Regions from separate parts of the Muntiacus reevesi genome. Here regions 1 and 2 are each linked to region 3. The links are chromatin contacts, called in public Hi-C maps. All regions are on one chromosome and are shown on one strand. The core of a region is the stretch at or near the end of the contact, and the rest is flanking DNA. Distances in the headings are between cores, read along the strand shown.

Evidence for each region. A called contact is a pair of places that touch in the nucleus more often than the background predicts.
Region 1: a Hi-C map of blood shows a contact between it and region 3, with 3 times the contacts expected there. The contact joins the promoter of MRPL4 here to the promoter of CDC37 in region 3. A contact is called at or near these places in 2 of 3 Hi-C or Micro-C datasets (blood and muscle).
Region 2: a Hi-C map of muscle shows a contact between it and region 3, with 12 times the contacts expected there. The contact joins the promoter of CDKN2D here to the promoter of CDC37 in region 3. A contact is called at or near these places in 2 of 3 Hi-C or Micro-C datasets (blood and muscle).

Annotation. Positions count from the first base shown.
Region 1 is chr1:193,714,288-193,717,861 of mMunRee1.1, forward strand. MRPL4 (mitochondrial ribosomal protein L4) reads left to right here and starts at 2,106. Exons shown (of 9, transcript XM_065917740.1): 1 at 2,106-2,396; 2 at 2,483-2,549; 3 at 2,627-2,777. The coding sequence starts at 2,340.
Region 2 is chr1:194,015,166-194,018,925 of mMunRee1.1, forward strand. It overlaps CDKN2D (cyclin dependent kinase inhibitor 2D), which reads right to left and starts at 1,658. Exons shown (of 3, transcript XM_065932689.1): 1 at 1,623-1,658; 2 at 1,191-1,346; 3 at 1-225. The coding sequence starts at 1,331. It overlaps AP1M2 (adaptor related protein complex 1 subunit mu 2), which reads right to left. Exons shown (of 12, transcript XM_065932705.1): 12 at 3,257-3,692. The coding sequence ends at 3,670.
Region 3 is chr1:193,877,337-193,881,110 of mMunRee1.1, forward strand. CDC37 (cell division cycle 37, HSP90 cochaperone) reads right to left here and starts at 1,788. Exons shown (of 8, transcript XM_065917756.1): 1 at 1,582-1,788. The coding sequence starts at 1,683.

The sequences.
Region 1 (3,574 bases), core at 856-3,355, 160 kb before region 3:
CTATTTCCTCAGCCTGGATCACATTTTCTCCTTTGGACAAACTCCTGATGGAACTTTAAGCCTCAGCGCTCAGGTTACAGCTTCAGAGAAGTCGCCTGTGAGACTCCTGCCCCCACGGGTTAGGTGTTCCTCCCCTGGACTCTCAGAGACTCTATAGGCCTCCCTCCCCCATTCCGATCTCTCAACCTTCTGCACTGAGCTGTGAGTATTTCAAGGGTGTCTGTTGGATTTACCCCAGTGGTACACAGTAGGTGCCCACTAAATCATTAAGCAACTAAGTGCCGTTCCATCCTTCACCACATAAAATCTAAATTCTCTTGCCCAGGACAGACTTGGAAAAGCTGCCTGTGAAATAATAAACTGGTTCTCGGAGAAGAGACACAGCTGGTTGTGGCGGAGGATTCTGGGAAGGGAAAGGGGTGTGGGGCGGGGCCCGGCAGCGAACAGAGGTTGGAGGAGACAGATTTTTCATTCACTCTAGTTTTCTTTTTGCAGCTTTTGAAATTTTCTTTACTAGGTGTGTGAATTATGCAAACATAAAGTGAATAAACAAGACTGTACAAAATAAAGGATGTAAAAGACCTTTTGAAACTGCAAAGTGTGTGAAGTTTAAAACACATTCACAGTTCTTACAAGAATAAAGTACACAATGAAATATAACATTGTAAATTTCATTAATACTTCACGAAAATATCCATATGTCATATATCAGATGAAAATTTAAAAAGGAAAAGAAACAATGTCTTACATCTTTAGCACAGCATTCCGGTCCGCCAGCGCCCACCCCTTTTCCTGCCTTGGTTCTTGTGTTGATTTGATGACAAAACTCACCTTCAGTTAATAACAATAATATAATAATGCTCTGCATGTTTCACACATGACATGCCTTGTCTCAGTCATTTCATCGAATCTTACAACCTCCCCATCTTCCAGATGAGTACACTGAATTTGACTCAGAGAACACGTTCTAAGCCACTGAACTCGGTTCAAATCGCGCTGGCAGCCAAATGCTCAGGTCTGGCCCGGCAAGAAAGGCTGCTATGTGTTCGTGGCGCCGCCTGGAGGCCCGACGGGGAACGTGGCAAAGAACCTAGAAAAGGAACATTTGGGGCTTCTCTGGTGGCTCAGTAGTGGTAAAGAATCGGCCTGGCGATGCAGGAAACACGAGTTCAATACCTGGTCGCGAAGGATCCCACATGCCCCGGAGCAACTAAGCCTGTGAGCCAAAACTATTGAGCGTGTGCTCTAGACCCCAGAGGCCGCAAATACTGAGTCCAGGTACCCAACTACTGAAGCCCACTTGCCTAGAGCTCCGTGCTCGGCAAAAAAACCACTGCATTTAGAAACCCATGGCCCCAAACTAGAGAAAAGCTAGTGCACCAAGGAAGAACTAACCTAAATAAACAAATAAATGAATAAAATTATTATTATCTTATTTATTTTTTATTTATTCATTTGTTTGGCTGCACCAGGTCTCAGTTGCAGCATGTGGGATCTAGTTCCCTGACCAGGTATCGAACCTGGGCCCCCTGCATTGGGAGCTCAGAGTCTTAACCACAGGGCCATCAGGGAAGTCCCTAAAATTATTTTTTAAAATGAGCATTTGGATTTCTATTGTGAGGGGGGACGAGAGAGCAAGCTAGGATCTGCGGAGTTCCCACTGTGCTCTCCGAGAACTCGGGCTGTATGAGACGCGACATTTTGGCCAAGGAGATGAGGGAGACACATCCCTAACCTGAGGCATTGAACGGGGACATACCCTGGGGATCTATCCGCCAGGTCCTATCCTGAGGGCTTTCTGCGGGAGATAAAGCCCTGCATTTAAACAAACAAAAATCCACGTTCCTGCAGAAACCGCAGCTTAGAGTCTTCGGGGCCCCAATGGGGCGGGACCTAGAGGGCGTGGCCGACATAAAAGCGTAACAACTATTGGCCCTTTTCCCTTTAGTGCCCGCCCCAGAACTTTTTTTTTTCATACTTAACAGCTCATTGGCTGAATGAGGAGCGTGTCCTTTGAGTAGGGAGGTTTCATTGGCTGGATTTCCTCAGGCTCTTTGGGGGCGGGACCGAAGGAGGGGCGGGGTTTCTCACTGTGGGCTTGCACTCGCGGAGTTGCCGAGAGTTCTTAGGCCTGCAGAGAAAATTGGGGTTTGGGGGTTAGTCTTGGGGCGGAGGTACGGGCACGCTGAGGCGATCGAGGTCCTCAATCTTGCATGCCCCGCTTTCCTACGCCGAAAACAAGTCCAGCAGGCGGTGTCGCGGGAGTGACGTCATCTCGAGGCGTCTCGAGACTCCAGAGGAAGCCTTGACCTCTCTAAGCGTGGAGAGCTTTCGCGAAGATGCTGCAGCTAGTCCGGGCGGGGGCCCGGGCCTGGCTTCGGCCTAGGGGCTGCCGGGTGAGGCCGGGGACGGAGGGCGGGGTCGGAGGATAAAAGTTGGAGGGCCCCGGGGTTTCTCTCTCATTCCCGCCCACCGTTTACAGGGCCTGAACGCGCTGGCAGAAGAGGCAGTGCAGCCGGCAGAGAAACCAGAACCCTTGGCGAGCACAGGTGAGGTTACTGGTCACCCCAGGAAGGGTGGCGACTGGGAACTCTGACCCTTACTCCTGACTTCCCAATCGTTCCAGGTCCCCAGGCACCTGTGCTGCGCAGGTGCGAGCTCCCGGTACCCCTGCACCGGCGTCCCGTGCAGGCCTGGGTTGAATCTCTGCGGGGCTATGAGCAGGAGCGCGTGGGTCTGACCGAGCTTCACCCAGACGTTTTCTCCACGGCGCCCAGGTTAGTGGGAGCTGAAATGGTGAACTGGGTGGCCGAGGGACGAGGATCGGGGGTTTAGGAATCAGGATGACCTGGGTTCGAGCCTCATTTTCTCCAGCTGTCAAAAGGGAATGATGGTTTTTCTTGCTTCAGAGTTGTGTGAAGGCGAGGGTTGAGAGGTAACGTTCTTTGTGGGTTAAGGGCACAGGACTCTATCCCGAGTGACTGGATTGGAATCCTACCTTCTCCCTGTGCTTCAATGTCTCCATTCTGTCAAACCTCAAGAAATTAAATGAGATAATTCTGGCCCATAATATGGTCTATAGAAATGTTGAGTATTGTTGCTGTTATTGGTTTTTGCAAAAATGGGCACTAACAGTGGTTAAGTCCTTACTGTGTGTCTGGCACAGCCTGTTTGCATTTTGATTTTATTTTCATTTTTTTTGACCATGTGGCTTGTGGGCTCTTAGTTCACTGACCAGGGAGTGAGCCCAGGCTCTCCATAGTGAAAGTGCAAAGTCCTAACCATTGGGCTACCAGGGAATTCCTTTTTATTATTATTTTTTTTCTTTTTATTATTTTTTTATTCTTTATTTTGTAGCTAAAGAAACAGCGCAGTCAAGTTAAGAAATCTGCCTATGGTCACATAGCTTGTAAACTATATACTCAACAGTATATGGGCCAACTCCCAGGACTAAGTTTTCACTTGCAAAGGAGTTTGATGTCTCATGTCTACTGTGTCTGGCAGATAGTAACTGCTGTTGATTTATTACTATAATGTTTGTATGGTTTGTCCCCTGTTTTACAGAATCCCAATC
Region 2 (3,760 bases), core at 408-2,907, 140 kb after region 3:
CACAGGGGTGTGGCCCTCGCTCACTGCCAGGTGGATGGGGAGCGCCCCTGTGCCATCGGGTGCGTTGACATCAGCACCGTGCTCCACCAGAACTTTTAGGGTGTCGAGGAATCCAGTGCGGGCTGCATCGTGGGCCGGAGTGGTGCCTGAGGCGTCCTGGACATTGGGGCTGGCGCCTTGCTTCAGGAGTTCCAGGGCAATGGTGGGACTGCCAAACATCATGACCTGGTGGGGGGATGGGGGGGTAGAGAAGGGTCAGGGAGTCTCCAAAGGAGGAAGTCCAGGGAAACGGGTGACTGGAGAGAGAGGTCATTCAGGAGTTGACAATGCCAGATATAAGGTTCTCAAGAGAAGGAGAAACTCGAGGGAACATCAACTTCCAGGCAGCTGTTGAGACCCCAGAGAACAAGATCTCCTGGGAATAAGGACCTTCAAAAAAGTGGTCACCCCCCGCTTGGCTATAGCCCCCATGGAAAATTTCAAGGAACCTAAGACCATCCCCCAAGGAACCAGAGACACTTCTCCCCACAGATGGGAAATCATCAGGAAATATGAACCCCACCAGGAAACAGACCTCAGAGAACAGTCCCCTCCAGGAAAAGGAGATGGCCAGGGAATTTAAAACCCCTTCTCCAAGGAATTTCCCCCTCCATAGTAGGGATCTTCTCTGATGAAATGGGATTCCTCTTTTGTAAATGTCCCCAAGGGAACAGGGGCTCCCATGTAATCTGTGACTATTCCCTTATTGGTATCCCCCCTCCCATAGGCCAATATGAAAACCCCGCAGGAATAGATTCTCCCCCACAAGAAACTGGATACCTCTCAGAGAACCCCCAGAAAATGGGTACACCTTGGAAACAGGAATCCTTCCTTCCTACGGTCGGATCGTCCATAGATGCTCCAAGACATTGGAGCCGCCCTCATGAAACTAGGATCCAAAGAAGCTGAACTCTCACTCAGGGAATAAGAACTTCTCCAGGGAAACTGAATCCATCGCAATCAGAGAACAAGGAATCCTCCAAAGATGGAAAGCTCTCCCCTCCCCCAACCTAACCCCATCCACCACCCACCTAAGAAAGGGGACATCAGGGAGCCAAGTCAGCCCAGAGATGCAGGAACAGACCTCAGTCGGCTACCAACGGGAACAAGGAGAGAAGAGGGAAGGGGTCTGCGGGCCGGCCCGGGCTCACCTGCAGCGCCGTCTTGCCAAAGCGATTCAGAACGTCTGGGTGCACCAGCTCGCGGTGCAGAAGGCGGCGCACCTCCTGCACGTCTCCTCGGGCCGCCGCCCCGCTCAGCCGGTCGCCGGCGTGGACCTCTTCCAGCAGCATGTCGACCCTGGCGGCCTGTGAAGCCCCCCGCCCCACCCCGCGGCGGTCAGTGCGGGGGAGCACACGGCGCTGGCCCAGACAGCCCCCCCGCAGCGTCCCCGGCCTGCAACGAGGCTCCGGGTCGGATTCTCCTGTACGGGTCTCCGGCGCGACCCCCGCCCTCCCGGCCGGCTCCTCCCCCTGTCACCCGGTGGGTAGAGAGGGACTGAGAGCCCGGGCCCAACCCTCCGCTAGCCCGCAGGGCCCTGCCCGGCGCCCGCCCCTTGGGGGCCGGGTCTCCCCCCAACTCACCCTCCCTCCTCCTCGACGGGCGGGGTCTGTTCTGAGCCAGCGTCTCCGCCGCTGTGGAGCAGGCCGCTAGGGGGCGGAGCCAGAGCTCTCGCGGCCCCGCCCCCAAACGCCGCTGATTTGTTTTCTTATGAACTTGCTACGTTGTAGCCCAGCCGAGTTGCCCGGCTCCCGACCCTGTAGTGCTCCGCCCTCCTGGCCAGCGCAGCCAATGGCCACGCGTCGCCAGGGAGGCTTTGGGCGCCGGCGTGGGCGGGCCCGCTCCTGATTGGACGAACTGCGGCGACCGGTGGACCGCGGACAATGGCGGGGTTTTCGGTTTTTCAAAAGCGACCGGCGGGCGGGAAAGAGGGCCCGTTTAACTGACCCAGGGGAGAAAGGTCAGGAGCAGGGTAGCGCGGGCTGCTCCGGGACCTCGGCACCTCCGAGGGAAAGGGAGGCAGGGCTGGGACCGTCCAGCTTGGAGTTATGCGGTGCGATATTTGTTAGTTCTTACTGTGCAGAGCGCTTTATTTCATTCATTCACTGGGTGCCGAAGCCGTTCCTGGCGCTGGGGGGCCTGCATTCGAGCTACTAAGTAATTTTAGTGTTAAGCACCGTGAGCAAAATAAAGCATGGATATGGGGTGAGTGAGAAAGGAATCACGTTTGGCTCGGATTGCGCCAGCCCTGGCACAGCAAATGCAAGGGCGTGGAAGAAAGTTTATTCTCCAGCTGCCACGTGGGTGAGCCTGAGAGGCGAGAGTCACGTCGGAGGCCCTTAACAGAGGCCTTCAACAGCGGGGCCTTCACACATTTACTGACCCCCTACTGTGTACTAGGCATTCCATTGGAGAGCAAGCCGGGTGCCTCCTGGCTGCTGGATGCTTACCTTTTAGAGTTGGAGACGACAATAAATATTTTCAGAGTGGTAAACACTGTGGAGCTGACAAAACGAGATAAATAATAGTGTCTTGGGAAAAGAAGGCTTTGAAATAGAGAGGTCGGGGATGGCCGCCCTGAGAAGGTGACATTTGATTTGAGAACTGAAGGTGAGGGAAGGAGCCATGTGGCTCTCGGGAAAAACATACCAGATGGAGGTGCTACAGATTCAAAGGCCGAGGTGGAAACATGTCTAGTAAGTCCAGGAAGAGTGAGGTATAAAGGGAGAGAAGGGGGAGGAGGTGAGAGCTGAACAGGCTTGTGGGCTGCGGTGAGCACTTTTACTTTTGAAAAAGAATGGGGAATTTCCCTGGCGGTCCAGTGGTTAAGACTCCACGCATCCGCTGCAGGGGGGTCCAGTTCAGTCCCTGGTCGGGAACTACAGTCCCGGATGCTGCCCAGAACGACAAAAATCAGAGCGGAAAACCCTGGGAAGCTTCTGTATTGAGGAGCCACGATCTGGTTTAGGAGTTATAGGCGCCCTCTGGTGGCTGTGATGGGAACTGGCTGTCATGAGAAGGGGAACGTGACTGTCATGGGAGAGGGAAGCCCAGAGCCTGGGAGACCAAGGTGGAGGCAATCGCGAGGGCTCAGATGAGAGATGACCAGGTCTGAGAAATGGATATATGTTGCCCACTCTTATCCCAGCACTCCAGGGACACCCCGGCATCCCCATCCCCCAGCCAAGAAGTACGTAACAGCAGCTAGATTCATCTTTTTAATGTCATCCTAAAACTCAGAAATGGGCCAGCGGAGCCTCTGGGCTCAGCAGCTGTGGAGGAGGGACTCCCCACACCTCCTAAGGCAGGTCACTGCAAGAAGGCACTCATGAGGGGGACTTCAAGCCCCTCTCCTATTTCTTCATATAAAATGGGAGGAGAGGGAGGGGTGAGAGTCTGAGAGCTGGAGACTATCACTCCCAGCCTACCAGTAAGGGAAAAAGGAAGGAGCAAGTCAGGTGCTGGGAGTAACAAACCAATAATTCAAGGGCTGCGCGCGCACACACACACACACACACACACACACACACACACACACACACACCTCTCATCTTCCCTCCTTCTCTGGTGGAGTCTGCAGTTGGGGCCTGGGGAGAAGACAGCCCAGGTTCAAGCCCCCACTTCTCCCTTCTAGCTGGTACGAAGTTGATAATCTGCAGGGAAACAATGAGCAGGGACCATCTCAGAATTGGGGGAAGGAGACAGAAGGACAGCACCGCCA
Region 3 (3,774 bases), core at 538-3,037:
AGGGTGCTTCTAGGAGTTTCTGGATAAACATAGACTTCAAGCGGATACATGGGAAGACAGCATTCTATCTTCTATTCTATCTATCTATGAGGCCTTCCTAACTGGAAGGTTCTAGGAGGTATATGCCTTAAGTGTGAGAGCAGGCCCTGGGATGTGGGTGCAGGAGCTCTGCGTTGGTGGAGCAAGAGGTTAGCACACAAGGTCTCAGGAGAGTCATTCTGTTGGCCGGTAAGCACAGCTGGGCGGCAGGGGGGGCGGGTAGAAAGAACACACAGACTTGGGATTCTGGGGGTCTGTATTTGGGGGGAAATAGATAAAAGAAGGGGCAGTGAATCTGGATTCAGGATGGGAGGGTTCCTTGTAACAGCAGTGTCATTGTGGGTGTCTGAGAACAGCAGACCAAGTTTGGGTCAGAAGGGAGATGGGGTGGGTTTGGGTTCTGGACTTGGGTTTGAATGAGGCATTCTGAAGCTGGCAAAAGTTCCCACTGGAAGTCTGTCTTGGGGGTGGGCGGGGACTGGGTATGCAGTACCAAGGAGGGGCAGGGGTTCTGGCTGGGCAGGAAGCCACGTGGGTACGGTTTCCTGATGTAATGGGAAATTGGGTCTAACCATACCAGAGGTTGAAGGAGAGCCTCCGGAATTGGAGGCTCCATCAGGGTGGAGGTGGTAGTTCATTCTGAATAGGACCCAGGTTTCAAAATTCCAGGCCTAGATGAGACTGAGGGCCCTGGGGGGAGGGGGTTGGGGGGGGGGGATACCAATCTTTGTTCTATGGGAGGGGTCCTGGATGTGGGTTGGAGTCCCAAGCCAGGAATAGAAATCTCAGGGGAAGACAGAGTTGTTTTATTCAGAGGAGTAACACTTCTGGATTTGAACCATAAGGATCCAGAGAAGCAGGTCGCAGAATAGCCTTAAATTATTGGGAACTCTAGGGTTTTGGAGGGCTTCCAGATGGGGCCAGTGGTAAAGAACCTGCCTGCCAATGCAGGAGACATAAAAGAAGCGGGTTCGATCCCTGGATCGAGAAGATCCCCCGGAGAAGAAAATGGTAACCGACTCCAGTATTCTTGCCTGGAGAATCCCAAGGACAGAGAAGCCTGGTGGGCTACAGTCCACGGGGTCACAAAGAGTTGGACACGACTGAGCGACTGCGCACAGGGGTTAGGTAGGGCCATGGAATAGCCAAGATCTCAACTGGGTACCCGAGTAGGTTCAGGATCCAGATTCTGAGGTAGAAATCTGGGTGTAAATGGAAGATCCCAAGCAGGATTAGGAGGCACGTCAAAAGCTTGCCTTGGCAGTCTAAACTCTAAAAAGATGACGTACACGTCAACCTGGAGTTTCAAGAAATTGGAAGGGGGTGGGGGTGGGGGCGCCGGCATCCCGGGCAAAGAACTCAGGGGTCCCGGCAATTCTATGGCCCCGGAATTGAATCGAGGAACCCTGGGCTATTCGGAAAGCCCAGGCTGCAGGGGGCAACCCCAGATATCAATGGCTGGGCCCCCCGGCAGTATCAGGGGTCAGAACTCTAAAGTGGAGTCCCGGGAGTGGGGGAAGGGGTTGGGCGCGCGCGCTCTACCTGGTGCCGCCAGCGGAAGAGGCTAGCGGTGTCGATGTTGGGGTGCGTCTCGTCTTCATCGTCAGACACCTCGATGTGGTCCCACACGCTGTAGTCCACCATCTTGCCTCGGGGCCCAGCCCTCCCGGGCTCTGGTGGCAGCAGCGGCGGCGAAGGCGGCGGCAGCACTGAGACTCAGCCCGCGCAGCCCCGCCCCTTCCGCTTCCGCCCGGGCGCGCACGCCCCGCCCGCGCGTGACGTCACATCCCTAGTAACCGCTGCAGCGGCACTGGCTACCGAGTTCTTAAAGAGCCCTGAGCACGTGTTCCGGCTCTCGGGAGTCCGCCGAGACCTCATCCCATCGGGTTTCCGAGGTCCGCTAGGCCTCTCCTGGGGATTTACGGTTGGGTTCGCCAACCTCGAGCCCCCCTCATCCCCCGCTAACTCCACGGTGGGCGTTTACGGCAGCCTTGGGGGAGGGGGCAGTTGGAGAGACTGAGAAAGAGGATTGTCCTCTTAGCCACGCCACAGTGACGTCACCCTGAGCCCACTGCTGGGGCTCGGCTTCGGCGAAAAGACCTCGCTCCCGTCTCTTGTGAAGAAGGACTTGACTTTGTGCTGGAGATGGTGCCTGATAGGAAAGGACCTGGGCAGTCCAAGGGGTACAGGCCCTGCTCTGGGAGGGTCTAAGTGAAGGAAGGTTATGGCCCTGCCCACGAGGAGTCGAGACTGGGGTGATGTGGCCCTGCCCTCTCGCCTTCCCCATCTTCTGCCACTTCCTTAGCGGGGATTCGCGCATACACGCCCCCTCTGGAATCACCCGGAGCGCACTTAACGGGCCTCGGGAGCCTGTCCCCTGCGTCCGCTGGGTGTCGCTAGTGTATAACTAGCGGCCAGTGCTGGTGGCCCAGCGCCAGGTGGGGGAGGGATGGGAGAGCTTGGAAGTGCGCTTGCAGGGGGTCTTTCTCCGTCGAGGTACTCTGGGACTCCTCACAGTCCCTCCCCCTTTCGTCTGGGATCCCCTTCCTCGTCCCGGACTCTAAGAACTCCATTACACTGAGCTTGGGCGACCGCAGCCACACACTTTCATATATCCCTACCCACGCTTTGATACCGGGATAAAAGGCTGCGTTGCAGCCTAGGGCCAGGATTATCTCAGATTAAAGGGCGGGGGACAGGGAGAATGGGAGGAGATTCAGCCACTTGTGTGAAGGGCGGCTCTTCCAGACCCCCCCAACCAAGCAGGCGTTTGGGGGGCCGCTGGAGAGAAAGGAGTAAAGGTCTTTAAATGGATGGGGTGTGGGGGATTCCCCGGCCCCGAGAAGGGGTGGGGCCATCCGGACAAAAGCGCCCGCCCGCTGCCGCCCCTCCCCCTCACGGTCCATTCAAACCCGCGAGTAGGCGGGCGGGGGCGGGGGAGTCCCCCTTTCCTCCTCCTCCTCCAACCCTGGCAGTTCAACATCACAGCGGCCGTCAAGGCCCGGGTACGCGCGCGCACGGACCTACATCCCAGCGGGGCTCCCGATCTCACACATACACACACACACACACACACACACACACACACACAACCGGCAAACAAAGGGTCTGGACACCCCGGTCCCCTCCCGCCCCCAGGTCGGAGAGGGCGGGGCATCCCCTCCCCAGCCCCCGTGCAAGGTAAGCTTTGGACTACGACTGCGGCCGGGAGGGGGACCTGGCGCCCAGGAGGGAGGGGCTCTGGGCGGGGAGGGGGGACTTCCATCGCCCCTCAAGAAAGTCAGGGCCCCCCACGTAGCCGGTTGAGGGCTTCAGGCTGGCCTCCAGGCTGAGGGTGTGTAGGCAAGACCCCGAATCGGGATTCCCGGGTAGGCGAGCGGGGGCGGGGGGTGGGGGGAAGGTTGGGGGCAGGGGTGTCTCTACCTAGCTTCGGAGACTGGAGCTTCCTGGCCTCAATGAATCAGGGTCCCAGGAGCCCCAGCTCCCAGAACTGGGGACAGGGCGCCGGAAGCTCCCTCATCAGCGCCAGGCTTTTACTAATCTCCTGCCAACGCAGCGTCTCCACTCCTGGGGACTGAGACAGAGACCCCTGAGTTGCTTCGCACTGTCCCTCGCCCTCCCAACCACCAACCCCCATCAGCGCATCTCCAGCTGGATGTGTGTTATCTGTGGGCTGGGGGTGGGGGGCTGGGAATGCTCCTCTGGCCTCCCAAACTTCCTCTGCTGCATCCCACA